3 separate regions of the Hordeum vulgare genome follow, and all the other regions are linked to region 1. The links are chromatin contacts, called in public Hi-C maps. All regions are on one chromosome and are shown on one strand. Each heading gives the region's core, a stretch centred on a gene start, on an enhancer-like site or on the middle of the called end of the contact. The rest is flanking DNA. Distances are from core to core; before and after follow the strand shown. Region 1 holds the start of LOC123426359 (protein LONGIFOLIA 1-like). Region 2 holds the start of LOC123426364 (sister chromatid cohesion protein SCC2). Region 3 overlaps LOC123426362 (protein LEO1 homolog).

The links. A called contact is a pair of places that touch in the nucleus more often than the background predicts.
Region 2: a contact with region 1 is called in a Hi-C map of leaf, with 3 times the contacts expected there. The contact joins the promoter of LOC123426364 here to the promoter of LOC123426359 in region 1. A contact is called at or near these places in 2 of 6 Hi-C or Micro-C datasets (leaf and seedling).
Region 3: a contact with region 1 is called in a Hi-C map of seedling, with 3 times the contacts expected there. The contact joins the enhancer-like site here to the promoter of LOC123426359 in region 1. A contact is called at or near these places in 2 of 6 Hi-C or Micro-C datasets (leaf and seedling).

What each region holds. Positions count from the first base shown.
Region 1 is chr2H:381,624,668-381,628,581 of MorexV3_pseudomolecules_assembly, reverse strand. It overlaps LOC123426359 (protein LONGIFOLIA 1-like), which reads right to left and starts at 1,741. Exons shown (of 5, transcript XM_045110170.1): 1 at 1,202-1,741; 2 at 257-324; 3 at 1-164. The coding sequence starts at 1,349. It also overlaps the pseudogene LOC123427433.
Region 2 is chr2H:382,501,045-382,504,958 of MorexV3_pseudomolecules_assembly, reverse strand. It overlaps LOC123426364 (sister chromatid cohesion protein SCC2), which reads right to left and starts at 2,264. Exons shown (of 28, transcript XM_045110174.1): 1 at 2,002-2,264; 2 at 1,779-1,909. The coding sequence starts at 2,249.
Region 3 is chr2H:382,230,313-382,234,226 of MorexV3_pseudomolecules_assembly, reverse strand. It overlaps LOC123426362 (protein LEO1 homolog), which reads left to right. Exons shown (of 11, transcript XM_045110173.1): 9 at 350-463; 10 at 548-772; 11 at 1,220-1,590. The coding sequence ends at 1,369. Among protein-coding and RNA genes, the nearest start is that of LOC123430121, 6.7 kb to the right of the region's middle. Within about 2 kb of position 1,821, at least 2 of the 3 cell types and tissues checked have open chromatin away from gene starts, as enhancers often do. A contact at or near this core is called in seedling, where this site is marked.

The DNA of each region.
Region 1 (3,914 bases), core at 492-2,991:
TTGAATGGTTTCTCCGGAAATAGCATCCGATCAGTTGACGATAGGTCCTGTTGTGTCGACCTATTGCCATCAAGGGAGGAAAACGACGAACATGATGACGATGAAGTCTCCATTGTTGACGATGCTCTTTGATTTTCAATCCAGCTTCTACTGAAGTTCTTGTCCTGAATACAGATTGCAGCAAGTCAGTCGAATTGTGAAAGGCTGGAAGCCGGTGCATGCATGCTGAAGGAGTGCACTGACAAGTGAGACTCACGAGAACAATCTGGGGACCGTATCTTGTGCGCTCTTCCCCTACGCTCGGGCTGCTTGACAGTGCATTGCCTGTTTTAGTAAGTGAAACATTTTTCAATGGTGAGCCAGCCTGAACAAGAACATTGGATTCTCAAAAAGAAAAAGGAAAGGGGAAAATATTGCTTCTTACGGAAAAATACATGGGACGAGCAAGAGAGAAAGTTAATCAAGACTGTTGCATTATAAAAGAAGAGAAGCAAAAACGTCACTGTCATTGTTGTCCAAATATACACTACATTTTTCTAGGAACTGTCACCCAAGAAGAAGAAAAAGAAAATTGTCAGTGTCATTAGTTGTCCAAATATAAGCTTTTTTTGTGAAAAGAATCCTCTTCCAATTTGAAGAATCATTTTCATTGATGTCAACATTTACAGATAGATTTTATTATGGGAAGTAGTAGGGTTCTAATATGCCTGCATGGCATAGTGACATATTTTGTCGGTCGTCCGGGGCCAATTCCCGGGTAATCAGCGCCGGTACAGATAAAAAAAGGTATTCTGAACTGAAGATTTCATTTCAGAAATAAACTTCCCTCTGCCTCCATCCTACACCAAGGTAGGTAAGGTACTCCGTAATTAAATTCCTGCATCTCGGTGGCCCGCCCAGAAAAAGGGGAAAAAGGCTACAGTAGATCTCAGCAATTGCCACCAGCACCTAGCGATTCAATGTGGAATGAAAGAAGGCCGAAAAAACAGGACGATAGTAAATTAAATCCCTGATCTATCATCCAAAATCAGAGCTCTGATCTATGACGGTGGCATGGCATACGAACATATATATAAGCAAAAAATGTGATTAGTGCGTCCAATAACGTAATTGGTGAGACGGAATGAATCCATGCATATTTGGAGCAAGCAAGCAGAAGCAGGTGCGGCGGGAAGGAAGGAAGGAGAGGATAGCAAGCAACCTGGGGGGAGCAGCCTCTTGTGGGAGTGTTGGGCGGCGATGGGGTAGCGGCGGTCGAAGGCCTGCAGGATCCCGGTGACGCACCCGATCTGGCGGTGCAGGTCCGGCCGCCTCTCCTCTCCCAAGGCCAGCAGGTACTTGGCCGGCATCGCCTCCTCCCCCTTCCACCCAAGAATGCAGGGAGGAGGAGTAGCAAAGCGAACCAAACCAAGCAGCTACCAGCTAAAGAAGAAGAACATCTCAGCAGTGCCGTAGCTCAATCGTGGAGGCAGCCCAGCCCAGCCCAGAGGGACAGAAGGAGGAGATCTTGTGAGGAGGCTGAGCGGTGAGCGTGAGGGACGTAGCCGCCCTCACCGCTCTGGGACTGGAGGTAGATGATGGAGGGGAAGTCTGGTGTGGGTTGCAAGAAGGGTGGTCGTCCTGTTTTGCTGCTCCTCTCCTCTATGACTGACTGGGACTGGAAGAGCTGTGAGGATGAGAATGGGGAGGAGGGGCTGGAGAGAAGAAGAGAAGAAGGCCTCGCTCCGCTACTGACATGTCATTGTTAACTCGTTTTACCGGAATGTGGGTAGGGTACTACTGTAGTACATCAGTGTCCTGGTAAATGCAGTTAAGAGGACTGACGTACATGTGAACTTGGGTAGGAGGAGTGCTGCTACTGTACTGGGACCTGGCATTCCATTGCAGGCAGTGTATAAACTAAACTACCCACAACTAACTAACTATATTAGGAGACGCTTCCCTCAAAAAAAAAACTATTGGGAGACGTGGCCTGTAGCTAGCTCGAGGATATGTGGGTGGGCACGGGGCATAGGGCCGAGAGGAGGGCGGGGGTTCCTTGTTCTCTTTCTCAGCACCCCATGTGCCGCTCCAAGCCCTACCCACCATCAGAGATGCTTGTCCACTTGTCCATCTCCTCTCTCTCTCTCTCTCTCACACACAGTGTATGCGTATGCGTATGTGTATGTGTATGTAAGGAAGTCAACATCAGTTTGTCATTTTGCAAGCGACCATGGCTGACCATGGAGGAAGTGAAGAGTTTGTTCGTTGGGTTGGGTAAAAAACTTGTCTCCTTTCAAACCGAGTAGGACTACTCGTCGGTTGGGTTGGGTGAGGAAGAAGAAGAAGATGATGATACTAAATCTGACAGCGTGTTCCTGCAACCATTAGCTGTGCTTTGTCCAAAAATTAGTGCAGCAAATGGAACGATCCATCAGCTGCTTCGTCTTGGGGTCAAGGACGCATTCAATGTGAGTGCAGTGCAGGGCAGGGCCAACTAACAACACCGCATTCATGGTGTGGATCCGTGATTGCAAAACCCAGCAGCAATTCTTGGCGTTGAAGCATGCATTGCATTTGCATTGCACGCTCTGACTCTGCACTCATCTACTACCTCTATGTCTGCAACACGCCGTTTCTTCTCCTTTTAATCTGGACCTCTCTTTTTTCCTTCTCCTTCTATCATTCTTCCAAAAGATTCAGACCGCTTCTTCTTTTCATTTGGTTCAGACTCAGACACAAACTGTTGAGCAAGTTGCAGCAAGCTGAATAAATTAAGGGACGGATGACATGGACTCTTGGCCGAATGAAATGACCAAAGTACCCTGCCACGTAAACAGACAGTAATATACTCCCTCCGTTCCTAAATATAAGTCTTTATACAGATTTCGCTAGTGGATTACATACGGATGTATATAGACATACTTTATAGTATACATTCAATCATTTTGCTCCGTATGTAGACACCTAGTGGAATTGCTTAAAGACTTAGGTCCACTTTGATTCAAAGGATTCTCATAGGATTTTTAAAGTATTAAAACCCTTCGTAATATTTCCTGTGTTCGTCATTTGATTCGCAGGATTAAATCCTGTAGGAATTTTTCCTATGGATTCATTTTTATTATATTTCATAAAAATTCTAGTATCCACTCCAACCTCTTGAAAAAAATCCTTTATTTTTCCTGCGATACAATCAAACAAACTTAATTCCTACAGGAATGCAATGGACATGCCATTATAAACCTACGTTTTTCCTATTCCAGCATTTTTGCAATCTTGTGAATCAAAGAGGCCCTTATATTTAGGAACGGAGGAAGTACTAGTTATTGGCATTTTCAGTTTTGCAAACTGTTTCAACTGTGGAGGACCAGCAGCAGCAGTTGCTCCACATTTGCTTGCGTCCACGCTTGAGGATTGACCTAACATAAGGAGCTGATAAGCATGGACATACGGACTACTCGTATTTAGAGCATTTTCAGCGGTTTGCTTCCCAGTGTACCTCGATGATAGCCTTTTTGACGCTTCGCCGGTGCTATTCTCGGCCTGGGGGCGAGCGAGTTTCCGATCGCGTCCCTATGTTTCGATCTCCAGACGTCAATGTTTTTAATTTTTTCTTTTCCGCTGTCCAAAAACACGCCACGAGTTCGGCAATCATCATGTCACAAGTCGGCGATCAGTGCCATAGTTCGGCGATCAACGGGGAGGGTAAAAAAAGGATCACACGTCCGACTAGGCGGGGTGCGTCGCGGGACTGGTCGGGCTCGGCGTCGGCGTAGTCGGGCTCACCGTCATTGACGTGACCGAGCTGTTCGTCTTCGGCGTAGTCGGGCTCGCGGTCGGCGTGCGCTCTGCGTTCGGGGTGGGCGCCGTTGTGGTGGTCATGGTCGCCGTCGGCGCTGTCATCTGATTTAAGATGAGGTCGCATTGTACTATGT
Region 2 (3,914 bases), core at 1,015-3,514, 880 kb before region 1:
GGAGTTGGGGTAGCACCGATTGATGAGAAGCGTGTTCAACATCGTCTGAGATGGTTTGGGCATATTCAGCGCAGGCATCCAGAAGCTCTAGTGCATAGCGGACAGCTAAAGCATGCTGATAATGTCAGAAGAGGTCGTGGTAAACCGAATCTGACATGGGAGAAGTCCGTAAAGAGATATTTGAAGGACTAGAATATCACCAGAGAACTAGCCATGGACAGGGGTGCGTGGAAGCTTGCTATCCATGTGCCAAAACCATAAGTTGGTCGCGAGATCTTATGTGTTTCACCTCTAGCCTACCCCAACTTATTTGGGACTAAAGTCTTTGTTGTTGTTGTTGTTATTGTTGTTGTTGTACCGATTTTTGTGTAGTGAATCAATATATTTGTATACCACATGTAATGACGTAAGTAAACCTTGGGTGTAAAGTAACTTATTCGGCACCCTGGATGATGAATAGCATTACTATATGTGTGTGTGTGTGTGTGTGTGTGTGTGTGTGTGTAAAATATAGCGTAAATTAGTATTCATTCCACCTGTCTCTGTATATTTCCAGCATGCTGCCTTCTATACGGTTCAAAAACTGTTAGAAAGAAACAGACATATTTTATGTGTGTTATAGCAGTGGTGCTAGATATAGGTCATATATATGCATAAAAATAACAAAAATTAAAGGTTCTAAGCAATAATACTTACCTAGATATGCACTAAGTTACATAAATGAACAGGGAAGTCTGTGAATTAGTTCTGTTCGGGACGTAGAACCACTGCATACTGAATAAAGTGAGCAATGCCAACACATGAGTGTGTAAAGCCGGCTGAGTGCAACAGTGGAGTGGTTGACCTACCACTAATACTTAAGCTAGCACTTGAACGGCTTGATTTATCGCGAAGAGACCTATTTATATTAGATGGGCCACTGCCAAAAAAATATGACCCACTGGATACTATTTCGCCAAGCCCTGCAAATCAGTCACCATAGCCCGCATTTGAATCAAGTACCCTGTAATGTTCAGGCAATATTAGATCAAAGCCCTGTCTATCGTGCCAGTTAATTCATGGAACTATAAGTATTTGAGGTACTGCTACACAGACATGTCCAATCAAAAAGATGAGGAAGCAGCAAATTATGTACTGCATCACCTTATTAACGACCATACATCATCAAGGGGCTAAACAGAAGCTCAGCACCGGTGACATTCAGAAATCCTGTCCCCGACAGGGAACCACTGACATTTCAAACTCCTAGTGTTACACAAAATGGCTTCCAACTAAATTCTGTTCAGTACGGCCTCGAAAGCCACTAAATTCTGTTCTGTTTAACTGCATTAAATACCAAAAGCAAAGTGATACACCACACCAGGTTTACCAAATAGTGGAATGCCGTGGCACAGCAGTTTTTTTTTTTCAACCAAATTCCATGGCACGAATCTGAGCTTGCTCAAAGAAATTTGACATCCACCAGTGCAGCAACTCCAACACGAGCAACCACGATGCTACCTACCATGAAAATTCACACCAGCACCCGGGCACCATGATAGAGATACAGCAGCATATAAGTCCAGTCCAAGTAAAGCAATATCAAAGTACTGTTCATGCAGGAGTTCGAGAGTTGAAGCTGGTAAGCTAGTACAGTAGCTATCAAGTCAACCACAGAAGCTAGTAACCTGAAGAGTCCAGATAAGTACCGTGTCCATTTGAATGGGCGGAAACGTAACAAGCATTGTGTTACATGGGTAGCTAGCTAACTGGAGCGGCCTAAGGAAGGCTGCGTTTACCTTGCGTAGGAGGAGGTTGGGGAGTGCGGGGCTTGAACTTGAAGGCGTCGGGGTTGTGCTTGAGCACCTCCCTCCAGAGCAAGGAGCACTCGCTGGGATCCACGGCGACGTGATCCGCTTCCGTGAAGCCCCTGCGTTGTTTCCATGAAAATGGAAGTCAGTGGGGCGAAATTCCGGGCGGGAGCAGCGAGCGAGAGGGGAAGGGAAGCGAAGGGTGACTAACAGGTGGGAGATGTCGGTGTTGGCGAGTATGCGGGCGATAGCGGCCGCCTGCATGATCATGTCGGGGCGGTCGGGCTCGGCGAGGGGCTCGTCGTGGTCGTTGAGGTCCGCGCCGAGCGTAGCGGGGAGGGTGGGGAGCGGCAGAGCGGCGGCGATCTCGGAGTGGACGGTGTTGGGCAGGCGGCAGGCGCGCTCGAAGCCGGCCCTCCCGGGCTCCCTCCCGTCGCCGGCGCCGGCCGGGAGGTCCATGGCCGGCGGGCAGGCGGGCGAAACCCTAGATCGATTTCGAACGGGAGAGACTCTCAGCGAGCAAGGAAGGACTTGGAGGGCGCGTCGCCTACTCGATGGAAAGGGGATTTTGTGTAGTTGCTTAGCTAAGCGTTTAGTAGTTGTGCGGTGGTGCAAATTAGGAAGTTACGGTGGGGTGGCAGGACCGGAGAGAGGCCTGCTCTCTGCTCCGACGACCAATCTTGTGGGGGAAGGATGGAAGCACACAGTCATTCAAGTCACGACGACAGTAACTTACTACTACTCTACATGTGATGCGCTGGTGGGCACAGTAAAGTAAATAAACGCGTTGATGGGTTGGGTTGGGTTGGGTTGGATTTGGTGGGCTCAAACAAATTCAAAAGATTTTCTGTCACGGGTTTCGAGATGTTTTTATTAGTAGTGTCGAAATCTCAAAAAATAAAATAGTGGTATCTCACTAGGCTCATGGCCATGGCCTTCCATCATGTGTAAACTACCGCGAACTAATATGTTCTTGGATGGTTAAAGGAACGGTGAGTTTTCTAATTCATCATGGTTTAAATCCTGATGCTTGCGTCGTGGATTTATTTTAAAATTTTCGACGATGCGCGTTTAGTTGAAGGAGACGTTTCCGTCGACGAAGAGACGCCTACGATGACTTCGTAAATCATCAAGATGATATGTTGGCTCAATTTGTTGGAGCTGTTCATAGGGATAGGGCATACGTATGTGCGTTTATTGGGATGACTGTGTGTGCGTATATGTGAGCGATTGCATATGTATTGTCTTCAAAAAATGTATGAACTCCCCTTCGAAAAAGGGTTTTCCCAGCTTTATATTATAATAATAAAACAACCAACACCGAACACATAGCAACTGTCGGGGCAAGCATCACATCAAGCTCAAAAGAAAAGAGAAAGAAAGAAAAACAAATGCCAACAACTGCAGCTCGACAAAGTATAAATGATGTGCCACCGTTGCGCCCTCGGGAGTCATCCCACCACAATCCAAGGCTCCGAACCTTCACGTACCAAGCAGCACCTTCAAGAAGGAATAGAGCACCTTTGTGTATCATGTGTGTACTTTGACGAGTTCTAAAAGAAAAAATGAACTCCGGCCATAAGAAGGGCAGCTACGGCGACGTAGCCGATGGTGCATCACGAGTTCCCGACATCTCTTGTGATATCGAACGTACAAGTATATGTGTAACATTCAGTTTACATTATGGGGGCACCTCCAAATCCAACATTGACCCGCAAATTTGCTCCGGCATTCGTCGGCGGACTTCTATATGCAGGAGCTCTCCACTCCGACAACATGTCTTCTCCATGTTCGGAAGCCCATTCCTCGTACTGTTGGGAGCCCTAAGATTATATGCTTCACTGAGAAGGGAAAAGTAGCCTCCGTCTTCTCTTTCTTCGACAGCACCGCTCATCGGAATGGCACCGGAGGGATATGGTTCAGTCAGGCGGGAAGGGCGGGCTCCGCTTTCGTGAAGCATAAATAAGGGTTGGTTTTTGGGTCGGACGGCGGTGGCCTACGAGCAGGCAAGATACCTCTTATGCACGTAGGCGGAGCGTTAATGATGGCCTTCCTCAGACCCAAGCGGCGGCACCTTCCCATGTTCTACTTTTCCTTGATGTTGGCACAGGGCGTCGACGTGCT
Region 3 (3,914 bases), core at 572-3,071, 610 kb before region 1:
TTCCCTAGTTAATAACTCTTTGGGTTACCTTTGTGAATGTACATCTGCAATTTCTGCCTAGGCGGGTGATTTTATTCCGCTATTGTCATGTTGTCATGGGACCTGGAGATGCATGGTCAGTAGCTGTTTTTGTAAGACTAGAGAGTATGAAGTGCTGTGCTGATTTACTTGTCTGGATAACTTTTTCTTAGATTGAACATGACAATAAGCGAGGTTGTATTTGTGAGCTTTGGGAGACTCCTGTGTGTGTTGAGACATGAATTTTATTCTTATGTGTTACTAGCTCCGCTCTTCTGGGTAGTAGTGGAATGTGGCAAGAATTCATTGAACATATACTTACTTTTGGCAGGATGAGGAGACCGACAACCAGTACAGCTCTCGGCGAATGGCATCTCGTGGTCGTTTTGAGGATGACTTGGAGGCTGAAGCACTAGCTGAAAGGCGTATAATTAATGCGAAGAAGGTGGATTAACTGGGCAAATATGCATTCTCATTTGAACAAATTTATTACTGTCAATGCTTACATGTATTCTGTGCACATTCTCAGTCGAATATGAGCAGAGGTGTTCCTCGTAAACCATCCTTCCCTCCTTCTCGCCCAGCGAGACGCCAGGAGTACTCTGAGAGCGAAAGGGAGGAGTCAGAGTATGAAACTGAAGGCGAGGACATTGAGCACTCTCCAACTGGTGGAAGGGGAGATGAGCTGGATGAGGAGGATGAATATGAGGAAGACCCGGAAGAGGATGCGCGTATGTCAGATGAAGGAATCCAGGTAAGATGTCACTGCGTCAAACTCCAGTTTTCCTTTTACAAAATAGGCAGTGTGGTAAATTGCAGTAACCACCCAATTTAGCAATAGTCAGGTCCTCTTACCTGGCATACACGGTAAAGAATTAAGTGCTCCCTCTGTAAACAAATATAAGAGTGTTTAGATCACTAAAGTAGTGACCCAAGTGCTCTTATATTTCTTTACGGAGGGAGTAGTTGATAGCAGACAAACACAAGATTGCTTGTAGTAGTTGATAGCAGACACTAGGAATACGGTCACCAATTTGAATTGAAATTTTAGATGCCAGACTTTGTAGATAATTTTCTTCCGCTGTGCTGCCGTGTTGATCTGAAAGTGAGATGTTAACCAGAACTGAAGGAAACACCGTGATTTCCATATAACTTGTCATTCAGTCAAATAATGATAATCAAACTGGAACTGGTTGTGCAGGAACCAAAGCGGAAGAGAGAGTCAGCAGCAGGCGGGAGCCAAAGGCGCAGGGAGGTGGACTCGGGCGAGGATTCCCCGCCGAGGAAACAACCTGCGATGGTTCATCGCCGGAAGGCCGTCGTTTTTGAAAGCGACGATGAAGACGAGTGAAGGGAGAGAAAATAGAAGCTCACAAACCTACATTTGTCTCTGCTGCCAAAAGAGTGCTGTTGAATACTATTGGATAGGCCATGTGTGAGGGCCAGTTCTTTTCACCTCATAATTCTTCAGAATTATGATTCTGGGAAACTGCCCACAGAATCGTCTGGTAACAGAATTGTCTGTCCAGTTCTTTTCTGTGATTTTAGCATGTAATTGTTGTATGAGTTGTCTGTTGAAATGTCTCAAACATCCTTAGATAGATGAAACATATACCAGCCATCCATACAAATTAACACCACATATAGCAGCCATCCATACAAATTAATAGGGGATGAACAGCTCACCTGATGCGGTGGCGGCCGGTTTGGGGCGGCAGCGTAGCAAGAGCCTCCCCTCGGTTGATCCGACGAGTCCGGTCTGGGCGGCGCTCAACCCTAGCACGAGCGCCCTAGCACGAGGAACAGGGAACGAGCAGTGCGGGGGTGTGGGCCAAGCGGTTTGATTTGCCTCGCTCGGTCTGGCTCTCTAGTGGCATTCTATCTGTAAATTGTGTTTTCAATAGAGATAGTGTTAAACGATAGTGGTTTAAACTAACAATTCTGGAATGATTCTGGACAATTCCTGAAACAGAGATGAGTTCTTTTGTCATTTTCATTTATGGGACAGTAATTCTTTGGAATTAAGCCAAAAGAACTCGTCCTGAGAGAATCTCCAACAATAGTCGTGTTATATAAGTGCAGTGCTGGAAAAGTTGCGTTTTTTGCACGTGCAACCGCTTCGGACGCTCTAACGGAGGCGTAAAAACCGTGCACGCGGCATAAGTGGTCCAGCGCGCGGGACAAAATGACGTCACGCGTCGCTTATTTTGTACGTCCGCTCCCGCGCGCTGCACACTTGAGCTCTCGCGTTGCACCCTCTTTGATCGTGTCGCTTTTGCCCCTTCCGCGTCGTCGTCGACGGATTCGCCCGATGGGTGGCCGCGCCGACATCCCTTTCACCCCTCCCTACGTTCGTGACCCCGCCGTCGCCGCCGACGCAAACCCTAGCACGGGGAGCTCTCGCTTCGCCTTCGTCGGTGCTCCTCCAACCACCGGTCTCGCACGCGGCCTTTTCACGGCGCCATGGACGACCTTGGCAGCGGGTGGCGTTGCACCGACGCCCGCCGTGAAGCCACGTGCCCCCTTTTCGAAGCTCCCAAATACGGCGGTGGCGAAGAAGGGCAAGGTGTCCGAAAAGAAGAACAAGGCGGCAGATAGCTCCTCTAGACGTCCGAAGAAGAGACTTGCAGGTCGTGCGAAGGATGCGGTTGCCTTTTCATGGCGCCACAGACGGCCTTGGCAGCGGGTGGCGTCGCACCGACGCCCGTCGTGAAGCTACGCGCCCCTTTTTCGAAGCTCCCAAATACGACGGTGGCGAAGAAGGGCAAGGTGTCTGAGAAGAAGAACAAGGCGGCGGATAGCTCCTCTAGACGGCCGAAGAAGAGACTTGCAGGGCGTGCGAAGGATGCGGCGGCGATCGAAGTGCCGGCGAGCTCGCTTGCTGCGTCGGCGGCCGATGCACACAAGGTGGTCGATGAAATGCCCCCAAGGTAAAATTTCACCAACTTTTTTTCGATGTTGTTTTTTGAATGGATACATATGGATAGCTTATTAGTTTTGTTGTACATACTTTGTAGTTTCAATGATGAGACATATATGTCAACTATGGGTGTTGGCTCCAACAATTCTCATTGGTCTCAAACCAATGATGTGCATTTCGATGATCATGAGTTTGAGGTGGACGAGGATGGTGAGGGTATCGTCGGTGCACCGAAAGGAAGAGCAGGCAACTACAGCATGGACGAAGACGTCTTGCTATGCAATACATGGCTGCAAGTGTCTAGGGATGCCACCGTTGGAGGGGACCAAAGTAGAGATGCATATTAGATCTGGATGAATGAGCACTTTGATTTGCACAACAAAAGTGGAATTGACCACACAGAAAGATCTCTTCGCTCCCGGTGGTCGACAATCAACAAAGATTGTCAAAGGTGGGCGGCCGCACTTGAGGCGGTTGACACGTTAAACCCAAGTGGCACTAATGATATAGATAGGGTAAGTGCCATTTCTTTCATGATTCTTCCATGTTCATGCTTCTTCTTTGGTGTTTCAAGTGCTAACTTGTTCTTTTGTTTGTAGCTCACTATTGCACAAAACTTATTTCAAGGAGAGGATAAGAAGACCAAGAAAGGGAAGATGAAGAAATGGAGGCCATTTGCCTTGCCCCATTGCTATGAGGAGTTGAAGGATGATGAGAAATGGAAGCCCCGTGAAGGTGTCAATGAGGAGACCAACAAACACTAGCGAACTATTGATTTGGATGATGATGATGAGGAGGCATCAAGTGATGACGGCAAGAGAAGTCCTACACCAAACTCGATTGCCTACTCCAAGCCAAAAAGGCCAAATGGAGGCAAGAAAGACGCAAAAGAAAAGAAGAAGAGGAAAGGAGATGATGAGCTAACAATTGCTATGGAAGCTATTGTGAACGCAAGGAATGAAGCTAACGAGGTGAG